2 separate regions of the Bicyclus anynana genome follow, and region 1 is linked to region 2. The links are chromatin contacts, called in public Hi-C maps. All regions are on one chromosome and are shown on one strand. Each heading gives the region's core, a stretch centred on a gene start, on an enhancer-like site or on the middle of the called end of the contact. The rest is flanking DNA. Distances are from core to core; before and after follow the strand shown. Region 1 holds the start of LOC112050643 (phosphatidylinositol 3,4,5-trisphosphate 3-phosphatase and dual-specificity protein phosphatase PTEN). Region 2 overlaps LOC112050643 (phosphatidylinositol 3,4,5-trisphosphate 3-phosphatase and dual-specificity protein phosphatase PTEN).

Region 1 (2,880 bases), core at 93-2,592, 51 kb after region 2:
CATCTATCAACAAACTACTTTCCATAGCTAATGGAGTGACATTGATTGGTCCAAGGCTTCCCTAAAATACACAATGTTACTATCTACAAGTTTCTAACTGTTTATCAGATACTATCTATGTAATATGCTGTGACTAGCTATAAATATAGGTTATTTGAGCTGTTGCTATGCAAGATATCAGATATGTATACATGTATAGCTAACCCCATATCAAACTGTTGCCTTTTTGTACAAGCAGCATACATTGACACACAGCAAATGGTGTAGGTGTGTACACAATATGTTTGATCACTTTCTTGACTGTTTACAATTGTAAATCTCGACAGGAACTGAATATGTCGAGTCGTATCTCGCGTTATAACCTCAAATACGCGAACTGGCGATACGGACGCCACATACAGGTTATGCTAGCGCTCGTAAAAACTACGACGAGAAACCTACTGAGTGCGTAGAATCGGTGGTTCCCGACGCGCCGCGGGTTCTGCGCCACTTACCAGGGTCTGCGGGGGCATCCCAACTTATCACTAATCACTACACAAAAAGGATACATGCCAAGTCCAAATTGAAACCGTCCTTCATGTAGCGGATGCGGCGCTTGCTCACCATGCCCTTGATAGGGTTGGTCATCTTGATGTTGGAGATGGAGTTGGCCATGGCTGTGAGGGGCCAGCGCCGCGGGAGCAGCTCTGCCGCCGCGCCCTTAGCGGGCCCGCCCGTGGCCGGCACCCAACGCTTCTCGGGTGCCTTGCGGTCGCGGCGCCGGCAGCTCACGCAGATACCCATAAACCCTCCGGCGCTCGCATGGGGCCGGCGGAGCGCGAGCGGACGCCGCGGCCGCCCGATCAGCTCGCGCCCGCCATGGTCCGCGCGGCCCGCCTCGCCCGAGCCGCTCTCCGTGCTCTCCGCGCTCTCCGCACTCTCCGCGCACCGAGGCCACCCGGACGCCCCGACACCAGTTACACATATAGCATACTCCACGCCCGCCACTGATGCACGCACTGTCTCCACTCGCCACTCCGCACGCCTTCGCCTGTCGCTACGCGAGCGATGCCACAATTTATCACAATTTATCTCGCACGAATGGCGTCCATCCTGCGTTCGCACTTGATCCTAGAACACGACCGACGAGAAACAGTTGCACAAGAAAGAAAGATGGTTATGAATTGATGGCCAAAGTGATGGCGCCGTCCCGTTCGCACATAAAACGTACGCGTTCATCGAACAGAGATAGAACACAACCTTAATTTCGGTAGTGGCTGCTGCCTCTCTTTGTTCACTGACGTTTACGAGTTTACACGCAAGGTAGCGCTGTAAGAACGAAATCCCGCCACTATTCAAATTGCAGCGAATAATCGATATAACTTTCAAAATATTAATGTATTATTGAAATTTCTTAGTAAATGAATCTTTTCAATAAATAAACTTAATCAAGAAAGCTGTAACTTCATTTAAATTGCCTCTATAATAGAAACCAAGTGTTGCGTAGAGTTACTTCAATGGCAACATAGATGGCGTGATATTAAATAATGACAAGGTGCGTTCCGATTGTAGCTTGAATAATAATAATTTGATTTAATTTGTTAGAAGATATAAAACAAATTAGTCTAAATAATCTTCATCTTCTGAAAATTAGACCTTTAAAATATATGGTTGAACATATAATTTATATTGGTTTTATTAATCGTACCTACTCTATCCATATCTAGCCCAAGATTTTATACTATTAGACAGGTTATGTGCCTACAACATCACAAAAGTGATTGGAAATTAGCTACTTCACTGAGCGCACACATGCTCAATTTTACCTTTACTTATATTATATATTTATGTAGATATGTTACGTCTAAAAACTGAAGTGGCTAATTGTCTTAATTTCATTTAGTAGCCATAGTACACAACGGAAGTTATTTAAACAAATAATATCCAAATATTGCCAACAATGTTGAGTTGTGGAAGTGAAGTAAACGCAATATTGTGCATGTGTGCGCTCAGTGTGGTAACTAAATTCAGATCACTTTTTGCGGTGATTTTGTACGCACGTAACATGTCTATAATATAAAATGTCGTTGCTACCATACCATTCCACGTGGGCATCAGGCATGCCGCATGATTTGAGTTTTTTTATCATCATCATTATCAACTCACATTCGGCTCACTGCTGTGCTCGAGTCTCCTCTCAGAATAAGAGGGGTTAGGCCAATAGCCACCACGCTGGCCTATTGCGGATTGGCAGACTTCACACACGCAGAGAAATAAATTCTCTGGTATGCAGGTTTCCTCACGATGTTTTTCCTTCACCGTTTGTGACACGTGATATTTAATTTCTTAAAATGCACATAACTGAAAAGTTGGAGGTGCATGCCCCGGACCGAATTCGAGCCCACACCCTCCAGAATCGGAGGCAAAGATCATATCCATTGGGCTATCACGGCTCATTGAGTTATTTTTCCCTAATAAAAAAATCGTTTCAGTAAACGAATATTGGATTGTATCTAATAATGTACTCGTAAAACCGCGCCCACTAAGTACTTAGGTACCTACATAAATCTAGGTGCTAATTCACTGAGGTATCGGATTTCTACTAGCATGGATAATCATTTGGCCAGGGTTGCCAGTTTTACTATAATGGTATTAAAATACGGCATTCTCATTAAAAGTTGTTAGGTGTTTGATTAATGAATTCAAGCCTGAATAAATCAATGGTAAAGAAATGGTCGAGGATAGCCGTGGTAGCCAAGTGAAACATCGTGAGGAAACCTGCATACCAGAGAATTTTCTTAATTCTATGCGTGGGTGAAGTGTGCCAATCCGCATTGGGCCAGCGTGGTAGACTATTGGCCTAACCCCTCTCATTGTGAGAGGAGGCTCGAGCTTAGCAGT
Region 2 (2,868 bases), core at 51-2,550:
ACGCCTTAATTTCAGCAATGTATCTTACAGCAGGCATAAAAAAACGACGCGACAACAAGTTACGAGCACATTATACACACGCCATTATTAGTTAGAATTACTTGAAGAAAAACTTACACGTTACATCTATTTTTTTAATTGGGCAACAGGACTCCTTGGCATAGGTATTCTTTTTCCTTATACAAGTTTTTAATTAGACGTCTTTAGCCGCCTGCCAGAAAGCGAGAAAAATAGACGCTCTAGAAATATGGTGCTGGAGAAGAATGCTTGGTATATCCTGGACACAGTTCCGATCCAACATTTCAATCCACCAAGAACTGGGCATCAAACAGCGTCTTTCTTCCATAGTCCAATGTCGCATACTGACTTTCTTTGGTCATATTACAAGAAAAGATGACACGTCCAGAGAGACTTGTGGTGCAAGGAAAGGCGGAGAGCACAAGAGCACGTGGCAGGTCACCAATGCGGTGGACTGACCAAGTAAAAACCGCTCTCCATGGATCACTCTACGATGCTAGGAGAGCCACACTACGGGAGGAATGGCGACGGATAGCGAGGCTTGCCACCACATCCAAATGACGAACACGACCAAGAGTGTAACAACAAAGAAGAGAAGAAGACGCCTGCAAGCACCGACCTCCTGCAATCGCCTTGATTTAGTCGGACGTTATTGGTTTGATAGATTTTCCGGATGTCATCATTACGCCATTATCAAAAAGTTAAATATACTTGAGGAAATATTTGCGAGGATGTGAGCCGTAATTGCATGTGAGTCAAATGTTCATACATGTAAAATAATATTTTTTTATTTAAGTTCTACAACTGGACTTTATGTTTAGTACGTTCAGATGTACCATATATGACCCACGACGATCACACACGACGACGACATTGCTTGGGTCCTCGTTGAGCCAAAGGTGCACGTCTTCGCAGATCTCCTGGATCTGGGTGACGCCGGACGTGAGGTCCACCAGATGTACCACATATGAGCCAGCTTCAGAAGGTGAGCTAACCTGTCCTCCCCTTGCTAGTTTTGCAGTGGACGATGGCGTCGTTGCGCGGGTCTTCGTTGAGCCACAGATGCACTTCCACACAGAGCACCTTGATCTGGGTGATGCCGGGCGCGTGACCCACCAGATGCAACACGTATGACCCAGCTTCAGAAGGTGAACTAAGTGCACGTCTTCGCAGAACTCCTGGATTTGGGTGATGCCGGGCGCGTGCTCCACCAGATGTACCACATATGACCCAGCTTCAGAAGGTGAACTAACCTGTCCGCCCCTTGCCGGCTTTGCAGTGCACGACGGCGACGTTGCGCGGGTCCTCGTTGAGCCACAGGTGCACGTCTTCGCAGAACTCCTGGATCTGGGTGATGCCGGGCGGCGCGTGGTCCACCAGCTCATACCGCTTTACCTGGAAACAAAAATAAATTGTATTTCAAAATCAAATTTATGATAAACTAACGGACGCGTGCGACTTCATCCGCCCTTAGAATTCCTTAGTCCGGCCCTGTCGCAAAATCCGTTCCTAGCGGACGTCTACTAACTATTAGAACTCCTTATTCCAGTCCCAACTACTGAAAATTTCATATAAGAAAGAAAAAGAAACAGAAGCCTGATCCAGGATCTCATGTTTTGAAGTCACATAACGAAACAGTAACTTCATACGAGCATAACTTTTTGCTATACGATCTTCAGCTGAAACGGTTATTTAAACATCCACATGGCAGTAATATCTCTAAAAGTATATCTACCTATACTGACATCGTAAAGAGGTAAAGTTTGTGAGGTTGTGGGGGTAATCTCTGGATCTACTGTACCGATGTTTTTTAAGATATTGCGGTATCGTGGCCACGTTATCTATGATTGTCATAGGCTACAGTTTATCTCCGTTTAGTCACAGAACTACACGGGCGATACCGCGTGGTGTCTGCTAGTATAATTATATAGATGTTGCAGGGATATCATAAAAACAGGGATTTGGTAAATTCCCTAAGGGATTTGATCAAATCATGGAGGATGTTAAAATAACAACACGATTTTATCCTTTCCCTAAACAAATTTAGTGAATTGAACTAATCCCTGAACTGGTTCAGTGAAATGATAGGTTATAACCTAAAAGAGGAAGTTTTCTTCGCGGGGCTTCTTTATATGGGTGGTTTAAAAAAAAAGCTAACCTAACCTATCCTATCCGAGTCGGGGTAGGGCAAATAACATTCGGGCAAACGTCGGTACCCCAGTTCACGGATCTGTTTAATTCACTAAATTTGTTTAGGGAAAAGAAAAAATGGTGTAGTTATTTTAACATTTTCAATGATTTGATCAAATTCCTTAGGGAATTTAACAAATCCCTGTTTTTATCATATCCCTGCAGCATGTCTATGCCGTCAAAGTCCAAGTCAAGCTTTTTAGTATCTACTAAAAAGCTTGACTTGGACTTTGACGGCCTCCGTGGCGCAGTGGTATGCGCGGTGGATTTACAAAACGGAGGTCCTGGGTTCGATCCCCAGCTGGGCAGATTGAGATTTTCTTAATTGGTCCTGGCTGGTGTTAGGCTCCGGCCGTGGCTAGTTACCACCTTACCGCCAAAGACGTACCGCCAAGCGATTTAGCGTTCCGGTACGATGTTGTGTAGAAACCGAAAGGAGTGGATTTTCATCCTCCTCCTAACAAGTTAGCCCGCTTCCATCTTAGACTGCATCATCTCTTACCATCAGGTAAGATTGTAGTCAAGGGCTAACTTGTAAAGAATAAAAAAAAGCTTTTATTTTTACAACATGCAATACCGCACGCATACGACACGAAGACCCTGATGGCCAAGCCGCAAACCGCTTCCAGTAAAAGGTTTCGCGGGCTTTTCTCGAAATAC

Evidence for each region. Hi-C and Micro-C count contacts between places; a contact is called where the count stands out from the background.
Region 1: a Hi-C map of whole body shows a contact between it and region 2, with 2.5 times the contacts expected there. The contact joins the promoter of LOC112050643 here to the enhancer-like site in region 2. A contact is called at or near these places in 2 of 2 Hi-C or Micro-C datasets (whole body and whole larva).

The regions. Positions count from the first base shown.
Region 1 is chr19:1,805,271-1,808,150 of ilBicAnyn1.1, forward strand. It overlaps LOC112050643 (phosphatidylinositol 3,4,5-trisphosphate 3-phosphatase and dual-specificity protein phosphatase PTEN), which reads right to left and starts at 1,343. Exons shown (of 10, transcript XM_024088947.2): 1 at 549-1,343. The coding sequence starts at 783.
Region 2 is chr19:1,754,796-1,757,663 of ilBicAnyn1.1, forward strand. It overlaps LOC112050643 (phosphatidylinositol 3,4,5-trisphosphate 3-phosphatase and dual-specificity protein phosphatase PTEN), which reads right to left. Exons shown (of 10, transcript XM_024088947.2): 3 at 1,272-1,413. Among protein-coding and RNA genes, the nearest start is that of LOC112050642, 38 kb to the left of the region's middle. Within about 2 kb of position 1,301, at least 7 of the 8 cell types and tissues checked have open chromatin away from gene starts, as enhancers often do.